2 separate regions of the Sus scrofa genome follow, and region 2 is linked to region 1. A link is a contact called in public Hi-C data. All regions are on one chromosome and are shown on one strand. Each heading gives the region's core, a stretch centred on a gene start, on an enhancer-like site or on the middle of the called end of the contact. The rest is flanking DNA. Distances are from core to core; before and after follow the strand shown.

Region 1 (7,320 bases), core at 3,599-6,098:
GTTTGTTTGTTTATGTTTTATTTATTGTTTTTCTTTTTAGGGCTGCACTTGCAGCATATGGAAGTTTCCAGCTAGGGGTCAAATCAGAGTTGCAGCTGCAAGCCTAAGCCACAGCCACAGCAAAGCAGGATCCAAGCCACATCTGTGACCTACACCACAGCTTGTGGCAATGCTAGATCCTTAACCCACTGTGCGAGGCCAGGGATGAAAACTGCATCCCCAGGAAGACAATGTCAGGTCCTTAACCCACTGAGCTCACAACAGGAACTCCCCAAATCATGTTAACAGTGATAACTGATAATGTCATTTACTTAAGTTCAAGTGCAAGGAGGACCTGGGACCAGGTCGCTAGTCAGACATCACTGTGTTTGTGTGTGCAGGGGTTCCATCCAGCTTCTGCTTCAAGGGAGAGTGGTTCTGGCTCAGGGTCTCAGGCAACTGAAAGCAGACCTGTCTCCAATCCCTTTCCTCATAGGCCTCGTGGGGCAGGTATCCAACTGTAATATCTGAAACATGACCCATGTGGGCCACAGCCCAGGAAAGCAAGGCTCTGGTCTGGCTCGGCTTCCTCATCTGGAAACTGGGATGTCACCTACATCCCAGTGCCTTCAAAGGAGATCATACTTGGGAAGCCCTGCTCTACAATCAAGTTATTATCATTAAATTTTAAGTATGTACTTCTATGTAACAGCTCCTTCCCTTATTTCCCAAATTGCTCTTCACCAGGGCCCCCAAGTTCCATACTGAATACCCTACTCCAATAAATATATTCTCTGTTCCTAGGCTGCAGACAGTAAATTTGCTACTATGTGCTCTTCAATTTCAGTGTAGTTTATGTTCACCTCAATGTGACAGTTCACAAGGATGAGAAAGAGTAAAGCAGTGCACTTGGAACACAGACTCTGAGGTCACACCAACAGGGCCCACACTGGCCACTCCACTTGCAAGCTCTGTAGCTTCAGTAAGGATCACTTTGAATTGAAGTCTCAGTTTCTGCATATGCAAGTGGAGATAGTAATAGTACCCATTTGAGGGTTAACTATAAGGAATGAATGGAGGAATCTTTTTTCATATCTGATTTGTAATCTATGAAAACATCTGTCTTAATTCCAGAATTAGTCTTTAAAATAAATTAGGAGTTTAGGACGGGATTAAGATGGCAGAATAGAAGGACTGGAGCTCAACTTCTCTCCTAAAAACAACAAAATTCACAACTAAAGACTGAGCACACTTCACCAAAATGGACCAGAACCTTAAAAAAGATACCCTACTCCAGAAGAAAAAGAGGAGGCCACATCAAGAGGTAGGAAGGGCGATTTCACGATATAAACAACTCCATACCTCCTGGGTGGGAAGCTCCACAGACTGGAAACTAACTGGTTCACAGAGACTCACCTACAGGAGTGACAGTTCTGAGCCCCACATCAAACCCTCACGTGTGGGGATCTGGCATAGGGAGAAAGAGCCCTGGAGCATCTGGCATTGAAGGTCAGTGGGGCTTGTGTACTGGAGCTCCACAGGACTGGGGGAAACGGAGACCCCATTCTTACAAGGCACACACAGATTTTCACGTGCACTGGGTCCCAGGGCAAAGCAAAGTCTCCAAGGGAATCTGGGTCAAACCTGACTGCAGTTCGTGGAGGACATCCTGGGAAAACAGGGGTGAATGTGGCTTGTTGTGAGGGAAGGACATTGAAAGCAAAGCTCTCAGGAACATTCAGCAGCAGTGCCTTTCTCTGGAGGTGGCCATTTTTGGGAAAATCTGGCCCTACCCGTCAGTCAGTGCTGAGAAGCCCCAGGCCAAACAACAATCCAGGTGGGATCACAGCCCCACCCCTCAGTAAACAGGCTGTCTAAAGACCCCCTCAGGCACACAGCTGCCTCTAATCCCATCCAGAGACTAAGCCCCACCCACAGAGGGAGTAGAATCAGCTCCTTCTACCAGTGGGCAGGCATCAGCCCCTCCCATCAGGAAGCCTACAGCAAGCCCCCATACTGACTTCAGCCACAAGGGGGGCAGACATCAGAAGTAAGAGAGGCTACAACTCTATTATCTGTAAGAAGGTCACCACACCAAAAACCTATAAAAATGTAAAGACAGAGGACTATAACTCAGATGAGGGAGAAAGGAAAAACCCCAGAAAAACAGCTAAGCCATGAGGAGATTCTCAGACTCCAGGAAAAAGACTTTAGATTGTTGATGCTGAAGATGATGCAAGACATTGGAAATAAACTGGAGGCAAAGATGGATAACTTACAGGAAACAGTGAACAAAGAGATACAAGATATAAAACTTAAACAAGAAGAGATGCAAAATACAATAACTGAAATAAAAAATTCGCTAGAAGCAGCTAACAGCAGAATACAGGAGGCAGAAGAACGAATAAGCGAGGTGGAGGACAGATTAGTGGAAATTACGGATGCAGAACAGAAAAGAGAAAAAAGATTGAAAACAAATGAAGAGAGTCTCAGAGAACTCTGGGACAATGTGAAACGCACCAACATCCATATTATAGGGGTGCCAAAGGAGAAGAGAGAGAGAAGGAGACAGAAAAAATATTTCAAGAGATAATAGCCGAAAACTTCCCTAACATGGGGAAGGAATCACTCACTCAAATCCAGGAAGCACAACAAGTACCATATAAAATAAATTAGGAGTTTAGGATTAACATACACACACTATTACATCTAAAATAGGTAAACGAGAAGGACCTACTATATAGCCCAGGGAACTATACTCAATATATTGTAATAACCTATAAAATAAAATAATCTGAAAAAGAACATATATATTTGAATCACTTTGGTATACAAACTGGCAACATTGTAAATTAAACATACTTTAACTAAAAATACAAAGAGACAGCAAATCAGAAACCAACTTTAGAAGAGTCTTTATATATCTGGGGAGGGAAGGAATGGGATTAACCAGAGCTGGAAATTGGGTGAGAGCTTCCTCCACTGTATTTATCCCTTAAAAAACTTCCAAGATTTTATGGTAAACTGTCAAAAATTATTAGAATAAGCCCACAATGATGTTTTTAGTCACTCTTTGTAGAATTTGATGTATTTGAATACAATATCTGATTAAAAATAAATTTAAGGGAAGCAAGCAAAAGATAAAAGCATGCACAAAATCTTTAGATGTGATCACTCTTACAAAAAAAATACCACTCAAATTATTCAGAAATTATATTTTTAGTTATTTTCCAAAATTATGGTTTTGCCAATGTTCAGTTTAGGGTTAATTATGTCACTTCTATTGCGCCTAGGTAAGGAAATGTGTATGTGTTTTTAGAGACAGATACTGAAGGAGGGAGGGAGAGAAGAGGGAGGGAAAGAAGAAGGAGGCAAAGAAAAGCAACTGCTGCAAAAATCATGATCTGTGTTGGACGTTATGTTGCGGTTACAGTTGTTCTTAGAGTTATTCAGTGTTCCTTTGGCTACAACTGGAACTTACAGAATTATTTTTTCCTAATTCTCATCTTAGAAGCCTGCAGAGAAAATACTGAAAGTGGTAATGGAACAGACTCTGGGTACTACAGCCTTGAAGCAGTAGACCAGTAACCCTATTGTTGTACATTATTGTATTCTTTGTTTCACAGCAGCACAATGACCATTATCTTTCCCATGATGTACTAGGGAGGAATCGGGGGCCCAGAGAGGTTAGTAACTCACTTAAGGCCAATGGCTAGGAAGCAGCTGAGCTTAAATCCCCATCCCTGTCCCAGTGGCCCTGATGCCAGAGTCTCCCAGGCCCCCCCCTTCACAGCTGCTCCTTCCATGTGGACCATCCCCCCTACTTCAGCTCAGGGACAATCTCTGCCAAGGGCAACACTTCAGTCCCATGAAGCAATTCACTTCCTGATTTCCTTCTCAGTCTCTCATCTTCTCTGGACCTTGGTGTCTTTACCTAAACACAGCCTCTTGGAGTTCTTGGGGAATGAAAGGAGTCAATGTGTGCCTACCTATAAACCGACAAACCGCAGCACAGTCCCTGGATATAGGAAGTGCTAGGCCAATAACCACTATTATCCCTGTCATTAGGTACTAGTTACCACAGCAACTGCTCAACCACTCAGAACTTTCCCCTCATCAAGTGTCTTAATGACTAACTTTAGAGGATAATAACTGTAGCTAGATAGTAGGTTTAGGCAATTATCTCATTTATTCTTCATGATCCTATAAAATTAGGCTATTTTCTTCTCAGAGAAAACTATAAACTATAAAGAGCAGGTATCTTCAGTGTGGATGAGGTTTAGGTGTGTTTTTGTGAGTCCATGATAGTTTTCAAAAGGACAGTTCATTTCTTACCAAGTGAATTTTGCAGAAACTAGGAGAAACATTGTATTAAAAAAAAGCTAATGCTGGAGTTCCCACTGTGGTGCAACAGGACCGGCGGCATCTTGGGAACACTGGGATGCAGGTTCAATCTCTAGTCAGGCACAGTGGGTTAAGGATCTGGCATTGCCGCAGCTTCAGCTTAGGTTGAGATTAAAGCTTAGATCTGATTCCTGGTCTGGAATCTCCACATGCCGCAGGACAGCCGAAAACGAAAAAAAAAAATATATATATTGCTAAGACATCACTATTTGTGCTATGTAGCAAATTTGAACTAGATTGATCTCAGTGTATGCCTGGGAATATTTGTCCAGAGAAAATAGGTGCCACTTCTAGGGAGAAGTAGGATTGATAAACTGTTTGGAATTTGAAGGTACTCAGATACAGAATTTAAAAAACACCTCTTCAGAATTAAGGTAAATGTTTCTATTCATGGATAAACAGAGCACAGTCATCCAGAGCCCAGTTGCTCAGTGTGATGACTCAGGCATTCTTGGCAATGCAGCTCTCAGCAACTACAGGCTCTACTGCCTGCTCACACTGTGGGCTGGCTCTCCAGGGGCCAGGGAAGGACCAGGTGACCAGAGAGCCAATATTCCAAAGAGGCCAAACTAATACGTACAGTAGCATAATTAAGGGTTCAAGTAGAAGCTGCAGAGAGGAAAGCATTTTGAGAATGTAAATGGTAGTACAAAGATAACTGGCTTTCTTTAAAACATTATTTCATTTATTCTTCATGAGTGAAGGAAGGACTATTATCCCCATTTTACAAATGAGGTAGCTAAAGTCAGCAAAGCTAAGTATTTTAGGGCCAGCGTTTAAGCCATGCCCTCTAATTCCACAGCTCACATCTGGAAGCTTTCCAGGATATGATTTCAGAATACAGAAGAAGACATGTCAACACAGGTTAGAGTGGATGGGGGCAAAGGTGACACAGAAGAGACTCTTCAGCTCTGGCAAAGGATTGGCAGAACAAGGATTAATGAGGAGGGCAGTGCCAGGGTGAGGACAGATGCTGAAATATGCATGGCACATATATGACAAGGGAAACCATCCTGACCAGAATCTGTATGAGGGGTATAAGGAAAACAAAAGTGAGAAAGAGTGGGGTGGGGAGCATGAGACCTAAAACTGTATGCAAATGTCCCACCAGCAGCTGGAGATGCAATGCAGAGGCAAATGAAGGGCACCAGCAGAGAGCTGCTAGCTAAAGATTACATGTCACTTCGAGATTAAAGAAGAGAAGGTCAAAGCTTTGGTCTGAGTAATGGCCACCATTTAGGGCAGGAGAAAGAACCAGGGAACAAGAATATGTATTCTAATGGATTTATATATATCATAAGGTTCTAGTAAGAACCTTGGTTCTTTGTTATCTTGGTCAAATTAGAAGGGCTAAATTGGAGTTCTTTTTACTCAAATACAAAATGGGAATAATAAGCATACTTATCCCACATGATTGCTGTGAAGACTAAAACATACATACAAACACACTCCACTGATAAAAATCAAAACAACTCCTGGCACGTAGTAAGTACTGTCTAAGTGTCTGCTTATTGTTGTTACTATTGTTGTCATCAACACCATTATCATCATCATCCCTGTTCATATAAGCATGGTCTGTAGCACTGTATGCAGTAGGGAAAAATTATAAACAATCTTAGCATACATTCATAGAAAAATGGCTCTTCAATGGAATACCATGCAGTAGTTTAAAAAAACTAGAGTTCTCTATATCCCAACCTGGAAACGTCTTCAAGATATAAAATAACAGAAGTAAATAAGCCAGATTCCCTATCTATATTCACTAACTGTGACAAGGCAGTGACCTGACATCTGTCAAACATCTTAGTAAGTTCCCAGCAGAATGAGTCTTTGCAGACTCCTACAAGGTAGGGAGAGCAGTTTTCTATTGATGCGTTTAGCAGGGCAAGCATGTTGTGAGACCTAAGCTGAAGCCCTTAGTGGCAGGCAAAGAACCAGATTCCAACAAGCCTAACTGGCTGCCGCCTGCTTTAATCACCAGACAAAGCAGATAAGTTGCACAGGGATAGAAAAATTAAACATGTCTGTTTTTGCTTTTTAGAGGCAATTAGGGATTTATGGCCAAAGTGTTGTAATTTTTTGGATCAGAGCCAGGAATTTTTTTTTTTCTTTCAGGAAGATGATTATACCATAATCATTGACATTTTAAAGGAATATTTTAGAGCAACCACTTTATTCTCTTAGAACAAACACTAGTTACTAAAACCTAGCCATGTCCCTTGAGATAACAAAGAAATTTTTTTGAGTAGGAGGCCTTGAAGAAGCTCTTGGAAGGAGCACCTTTGTTCTCAGAGTAAAACAACAAAACAGCTGCAGTGGTTATCGAAAAGCAGAGCTAAACTCTGAATCCATAAACCCATAGGGAGAACTCTAATTTGTGGAGATTCCTACATTCCAGGATGTTTAGAAACAGTTCAACTATCTTAAGCAATTAAAATTTTCCTAGTGACATTTTGTAAAAACTATTGTTCTCCTTGGCATCCCCTTTCCTTATGAAAAATAGGGTTGTCTTCAGCCTTGCTCCAGCCTGATGACCTCTAATTCCACATTACTTCACTCTGAATCAATGCACATCTCAACGTCCTAAACATTGGAAAGATAAAAGAGTGAACTTACAGACAGGGTAGAGGGGAAACTTTATGTAAAGAATTAAGTTCAAGATACATAGAGATGACAGGAGGAGGCAATTGTAACCAGGGTTCTGTATTTATGAATTTAAAGCAACTGTTGTTTAAAATGTATAAAAGTAAAAAGAACAGCCTTAAACACAAGACTATTTCTGGTTGGATCTATATCTTTCTTCTGTGTCCTATCCATAACTAAATACATCCGTAAGTTCAAACATTTACCCAATACTTAACACATACAGGGTACTGTGTAGTATCTGAAGAGGGCAAAGTAAGTGAAAAGAGAATAATTATAAAATATGCTAAGGAT
Region 2 (7,144 bases), core at 888-3,387, 270 kb after region 1:
AGCAGGATCTTGAAGAGAGATTTGTATTCTTATGTTTGCTGAGGCATTATTCACAAAACGTAGATACAACCTAAGTGTCTTTTGGTGCATGAATGGATAAAGAATGTGTATTACAGATACAATAGAATATTACCCAACCTTAAAAAAGAAGACTATCCTTCCATATCCAACAGCATGGCTTAAACTTCAGGATATTATGCTCAGTGAAAAAGTTAATCACATAGGGAAAAATGTGGCATGATACCACTTGTAAGGGGCATATAAAATAATAGAATGCAGAGAGTAGAATGGTGGTTTCCTGGAGCCAGGCAGACGGGAAGTGGAGAGTTGCAACTCACTGGTGTAAAGTTTCAGTTATGCAAGGTGGTGGAGTTCTAAAGAACTGCATTGTGCCGATAGTTGACAATACTGTATTGTACACTTTAAAATGGGTTCGGAAGGAAAAACTCATGGTAAATGTTTTTTTTTTTTTTTTTTTCACAACAACAAAAAAAAATGAGGGGCTGGTTACATCATTCATTCTTAAGGAAAGTGAAAATAAACCCCTTGGTAAAAGGACAGTGACTATCCTTCAGGCTCTGTGATACCCTAATCAGTTTTTGTGACATCATAATGGCAAAGGCCCTAACTACCCTTAGTCATGTGCTGTGTGTGTGTGTCAAGCTCTTTATGAGGCACTCAAGTGACATAGCTCATATAACTTCAAAATTGACCCTGTGAGGAGTTCCCGTCATGGTGCAACGAAAACAACTTCAACTAGTATCCATGACGATTCGGATTCAGTGCTTAGCCTTGTTCAGTGGATTAAGGATCCAGCATTGCTGTGAGCTGTGGTGGAGGTTGCAGATGTGGCTTGGACCTTGAGTTACTGTGACTGTGCTGCATCTCGGATTTGACCCCTAGCCTGGGAACTACCATATGCGGTGGGTGCAGCCCTAAAAACCAAAAAAAAAAAAAAAAAAAAAAAGACCCTGTGAGGTAAACAATCAAAGGATGCAATCTCACCTTTTAACCTTTTACAGATGAGGAAGTGGAGGCTACCGGGAGTGTCAAGCCCTACGTCCATGTTCAGACTCTAAAGTGTGTTGTTTTAAAGCCAAAACCCCCCACTTTTCAAAACTGTGCCAGTTGTCTCATCAGTGCTAAAGCAAGTGTTTGCGGTTGACCCCTGGCGCCTGTGCCCTTCTTTCAGCTTCCTAATTGGGATGATAAAGAGATAGAAATGAAGTATCAACTGGGAGAGCCTTTAGCTTGGCTAGGGCATTCTCACATGGAAAGTATGAGGTGTTGTCACAGGAGTAATTGGCCACCTGGGAAGGAGAGGGAGAGCCATTTTGCTTATGAAAATCCAGCTGGGCTCTTGTGGATTCTCTTCGTAACTCTTTACGAGGAAGTGTCTTGGGTACGTTTTCTATTCCAAAAAGACTGCTGCTAAAATGATGTGGGTTAGGAATGTGACAGAGCTCTGGCCCCGGAGCATTTGGTATGGAAATAAACAGCAGGGCTGATTATCTCTATTCAAGCTTAAATAAAACCTTATGAAGAGCTCAGCTGGTCCCTCCCCCACCATCCCCACCTCATCTCTTAGGAAAGACCGATGAGTTTTGGAACATCTATTACGAGAGAGCTTTTCCTTTCCTCCTTCTTTCTCTCTTCTCCTGAAATGAGGCCCTTTACTCCCAGCTGAGAGCCGCGAATCAGCACCACCCTTCACTCTTTCCTAAAATGTCTAAAGGCTAAAGAAACCCCTAAAATATTTCCACCAGATCTCCTTCTCTTGAAATTTTAAAAGACTGCATTTTCAGAAATGTAATCAGAAAGAGTAGGATGCAACCGAGCTTTGTTCATTAAAGTGGTGTTTTGCAAGAGCCATTAGATGTCAAGTAAGTTTTATTTTTTAAAGTCTTCTCTCTGCTCCCACCTCCCTCCCCACCCCCAAGTCTTTTATCTTAGAACCAGGAAGTCACATTTTGCCAGCCAGCTATGAACTGTAACCACAAAAAGTTGGAGATTGGTTCAAAGCTCGGGACGCATGAGGCTTGAATATGTTTTAACCTTGGCAGAAGGGATCCCTTGCTCATTATGGGGGAATGTGCATCCGCGGGCTGATGGGGCAGCTGTGTTACTGGTGACACGGCTGATGGGTTGTTCTCACAGTCTGAGGACGGTGCGAGCAAAACAGCCTTGTTCTGGGAGGTACTGTCCAGGCTGGAAGGGGTTAGTTTTATTTTCCACTGGGACGTAGTTATGGAAAGAATCTGCCAGGATTCGCTCCCTTTCTCTGCTCTCTCTCTGAGCTCAGCCGTTAAGGGGAAGGTCCCCACTAGTTCTCTTCCACTGGGAAAGAAAAAGCTAAGCCGTCCTGAGCATTTGCTCTCACACTCAGAATCTAACAGGGGATTTTCTCTCCTTAGTTTCATCTCTTCCATTAACCTTCCTTGCCCCTCAGTTTTTCTGCTTCCCCGGAAGCAGCTCCAGTTCCCTGAGCATAACTTGTGTGGTGTGTTGTCTTCCTTAAAGACTTGCACATGATGGGACTCTTCAGAGGCCTTTCTCCTTCCTGAAATGGATGACTCCTTGAATATCATCTTTTGTGTCGAGGCTTCCATTAAAATGATCTGTCCCTCTAAATCTTCTTGGCCACCACTGCAAAGAGTTCATTGCTCTTTTCAATTTGTTTGTTTTACCTCCCTATTCTCATATTGATTTGTGAAAGCACTTTTGAAACGGATTATAAACTTCTATAAGTCTATTTAACTTTCCAGACCCATGTTGTCCAACAGAAATTTCTATAAGGTAGAAATGCTCTCTATGTACATTACATGATATGGTATACCTACTAGTCACATAAGGCTATCAAGCACTTAAAATGTGGCCAGTGCACTCCAGGAACTGAAGTTTTAATCTTACATAATTTTACTTAATATAAATATAAATAGCTGCCCATGGTTAGACAATGCCATATTGGACAGCACAGCCATAGACTATGAACTTCTTCAGGATAAAGTCAATGTAGTGCTCATTCCCTGGGCTTGACACAATGCCTGGTACATAGCAGGAGCTCAGTCAACATTTAGGGGACTCAACTATTGCATACACTTCTGATAATGATCCTATCAGGCTGATATTACTAACTCTAGTAATTTCGTCTCTAGATACATTAACAGAAATAAGACAAAAACAAAATGTGTCTCAGAGGAGTTAAGGGATGGAGCCACGCTCTGAACCAAAATTTGTTTAAAATAAATCCCCCGTTCTTTCTGTTTCCATTGGCAGTGCTTTGGTACTTAGTAAATATGCATGTAAGTGGTTATATAAATGAGATGGACAGAAGCAACATTTTACAGAACAGTTAATTGTTTTTATACAGTAAGACATACAAAGACTTGCTTATATAAAAGCCGTAAAAAGAAAAAAGGAAAATGGCAGGTTGGCATGGTGTTTGTGCATCTTCAGCATTGCGCACATGTTTAAAGGACGTATTGGCTAAATGGATTGCTTTTAACAGGAGTGTTTCATAAAAGAGAGGTTAAAACAGCCAACAAGTTGGGCAGCTGGGAAGCAACTTGTGACTGTTAATTTTCAAAAGATAGCCTCAGAGTTTGGTAGCTGAAGATCAACATGGTGGAGGTAATGCTGCCATCTACTGGTCATCATTCACAGTTAACTGGTATTACAAAGCTTAAAAAAAAATTCAAGATGGATGGATGATGTTACTTATTCTTTTAATTTGTTATTACCTAACTCTACGCATTAAAAATAGTTTCAAAATTATTCTAAATTTGAATAAAAACAGTAGATATACTTCAAAATTTCCTTTATTTTTATTTTTTGCAAATAAATACAACTCCTCCTCCTCATGTAGCTGACTGCTTACTAAAATTTGACAATAGTTTTAATTGGCTTTTCTTTGGTTTGTGATCTATCTCCTGATGGGATGACACATAATCATGGACCCCCAACCAGGTAGAGAGTCTCTTCTTTTCTACATCCCATCTATTTCTAGATCAGTGTTGAAGGTTGCACCTGAAGATACATATACAGCTGGGCCAAACTATGGGATTTGGTGGTAGTGCAGAGTCAGATCCTCTCAATCTAAAGAAATCTTAAAGTAAATTCCAGTTATAATCAATGGGGGTGGATTAATCAATACTATTTGCCAACAAGCAGGACTCATACTGTCATCTTGATCAATCATAAGTGCCCAAGAGACCATATGGGGCATGAGATATTCTGAGTTGGACTCTCTGAAATGGGATATAATCTACAGCTGGTGATTTTCTATGAAGAATCACACTGCATACCCCTCTGTCCCTACATGTTCAGGCAGCTGGGAATAAGGGAAGCTATATGAGCCTTGTAAAGTAGATGAAGAAAGGAAAAGAAGAATTTCTACATTGGTTCAGGGCCAGATTGTTTATACATATATGAGCTTCAATGGACTTTGAGTGACCGATGGTTGAAAGTTCATCATGTGACCTTTCCCCTCCAGGATCCAGCTGCCCCAGTGGGTCATTGTTCAACCTTCTAGCATCTAATCAGTCTGTGCTCTAAGCAGCTCCTTGGATAAATCTTACTAGAAATGAATTACATTGACACTCATCCATTTGATTCACTGATCTACATATTCACTCAACAAACATTATTGGACATAAACTATTTTATATATTGCTAGGTACACAAAATATATTCATAAATGATAATTGATCCATTGGCCCATTTTGTATATACTGTATATTTTTTAAGAACTCTTACTGTGGGCCAGGTACAAAGTTAAACATTTTATAACTATTATATTTGTTTTTCATTTATTCAACAGTGTTCAACTAAGGGCCTCCTCTGTGTTAGGGGTTGTGCTGAGTGCATAATAAAATGGTTCACAAGACTGATACAGTTCCTGGCCTCACTGATATTGCTGCCTTTTGGGAAAGGCAGAGGAGTAAACAAGGAAACACGGAGTGTTTAACACCTGCAATTTATTTTAGCCACTTAGCACTTTACTTGATTTCTATACTGAGAAGCGTTTTATCGAGATGGAGTGAAGACCTCTTCCAGGTGTAAAAGTTGAAGAAACTGGGTATTTTTTCCTGGCATTCCTTGAAGCTGTGTCATAGGCATGTGAAATAAGTTGTGCCAATCAGACAAACCTTGCTAGACTTTGCATATGTTCTAGTGTCTCAAGGATGGGACAGGGCATATTATTTCTCTGATGGTGGCTGTGCTGGGGGTAGGATTTTACCACCAAAATCTCTCCAAATCATGGTTTTCACTATCTTTTCCCTACTGCCTGCTCTAAGCCACCTTCTCCAGCTTTCCCAGTGATGCTGAAGGCCTCATTCTTTTGAAAGTTACTTTTCTTTTTGTCCAGACTGAGTCACTTTCTACTGTGTGAAACCAGGTATCCAGATGAATCCCACTGTGATGTGGAAAAGACATGAATGTGGTGTCATCAGTGCACAGCACTCACTGCCTTCCTAGAGGAAGCCAAATTCACATTTACATTTAAAGACATACAGAGGGCCAGCGGCACATGGAAAGATACTCAACATCACTAATTATTAGGGAAATGCAAATCAAAACTTCAATGAGGTACTACCTCACACCATTCCGAATGACCATCATGACCATCATTAAAAAATCTACAAATACTGGAGACAGTGTAGAGAAAAGGGAACCATCCTACACTGTCAGTGGGAATGTAGAGTGGTGCAGCTACTACAGAACATAGTATGGAAGTTCCTCAAAAAATTAAAAATAGAGTTGCAAATTCAGCGATCCCATTCCTGAGCATCTATCTGGAGAAAACTATAATTTGAAAAAGATATATGCACCCCAGTGTTCATAGCAGCACTATTCACAGTAGCCAAGACATGGAAACAATCTAAATATCAATCGACAAATGAATGGATAAAGAAGTCATGGCATATAATGGAATATATTACATATAATGGAATATTACTCAGCCATAAAAAAGAATGAAATCATGCCCTTTGCACCAACACAGAAGGATATAGAGATAATCATACTAAGTGAAGTAAGTTATAAAGAGAAAGACAAATACCATATGATATTACTTATATGTGGAATCTAAAATAGGACACAAATGAACTTATCTAGGAAATAGAAACATACTCACAGACATAGAAAACAGATTGTGGTTGCCAAGGAGGAAGGAGGGTAGAAGAGAGATAGACTGGCAATTTGGGATTAGCAGACACAAAGTAGTATATATAGAATGGATAAACAACAAAGCGCTACTGTATAGCACAGGGAACAAGATTCAATATCCTGAGATAAACCACCATGGAAAAGAATATGAAAAGGGATATGTATATATCTATAAAACTGAGTCACTTTGTTGTACAGCAGAAATTAGTATAACATTGTAAATCAATTATACTTCAATAAAATAAATTATAAAAAAACACATTTGCATCTTAAATACAAGTAAGAATTAGCCAGTGTAAATGAGCTGGAGGAAGAGGCCAGAAAAAGAAAAACAAGCAGAGGAATGCATATTTGAAAATCCAAGGCAATTTTTTAAGGTAGGAACCCTCAGGATTCTTATATCCGGGAAAATTGAGGCTCAGGAAGAGCAAATCCAGGTCTGAATGAAGAGTTTAGCCACCATGGCTCTTTTCCAATCAAAGGCTAGAAATATATTTATTCCAGTGATTGCTGGTAGCATTTTTTTTAAACTTTTAATTTTTAAGGGTCCATACACAGAAAAATGTCCAACTGATAAATGTACAACTGAAATTATAGATCATTCACTTAACTACCACTGAGATCAAAGACTTAGAACACTGGGTACCTCAGCGGGCTCCCCCTAGCCCCTTCCAATCAATAGCCTTCCTTCGGCCCCAGAAGAGACTACTATGATTTCTAACACCATAGTAGTTGTTCATGTTTTTCGGCTTTGTATAAATAGAATAGTACCATATGTATTCTTTGGTGTTTGGCCTCCTTCCCTCAACATTAAGTTCCTAAGAGCCATGTATGTCATTTGCATTTCTGTATAGCATTAATTGCATAGATTTACTTATCTTTTATAGTTGATGGGCATTTTATTATTTTAACTTTATGACAATTACAAATCATGTTTGTCATTAAAGACATTCTTGTACATATTTTTTGTATGTGT

What was found. A called contact is a pair of places that touch in the nucleus more often than the background predicts.
Region 2: a Hi-C map of embryonic fibroblasts shows a contact between it and region 1, with 3 times the contacts expected there. The contact joins two enhancer-like sites. A contact is called at or near these places in 1 of 5 promoter capture datasets (liver), 15 of 47 Hi-C or Micro-C datasets (adipocytes, embryonic fibroblasts, epiblast stem cells and 7 more) and 1 of 2 datasets of contacts at active chromatin or transcription factors (skeletal muscle).

What each region holds. Positions count from the first base shown.
Region 1 is chr13:54,824,718-54,832,037 of Sscrofa11.1, forward strand. The region is part of intron 3 of PDZRN3 (E3 ubiquitin-protein ligase PDZRN3); the gene reads right to left. Among named protein-coding and RNA genes, the nearest start is that of PDZRN3, 76 kb to the right of the region's middle. Within about 2 kb of position 4,849, at least 4 of the 83 cell types and tissues checked have an H3K27ac peak or open chromatin away from gene starts, as enhancers often do. A contact at or near this core is called in embryonic fibroblasts, where this site is marked.
Region 2 is chr13:55,097,119-55,104,262 of Sscrofa11.1, forward strand. No RefSeq gene overlaps it. Among named protein-coding and RNA genes, the nearest start is that of PDZRN3, 200 kb to the left of the region's middle. Within about 2 kb of position 2,138, at least 19 of the 83 cell types and tissues checked have an H3K27ac peak or open chromatin away from gene starts, as enhancers often do. A contact at or near this core is called in embryonic fibroblasts, where this site is marked.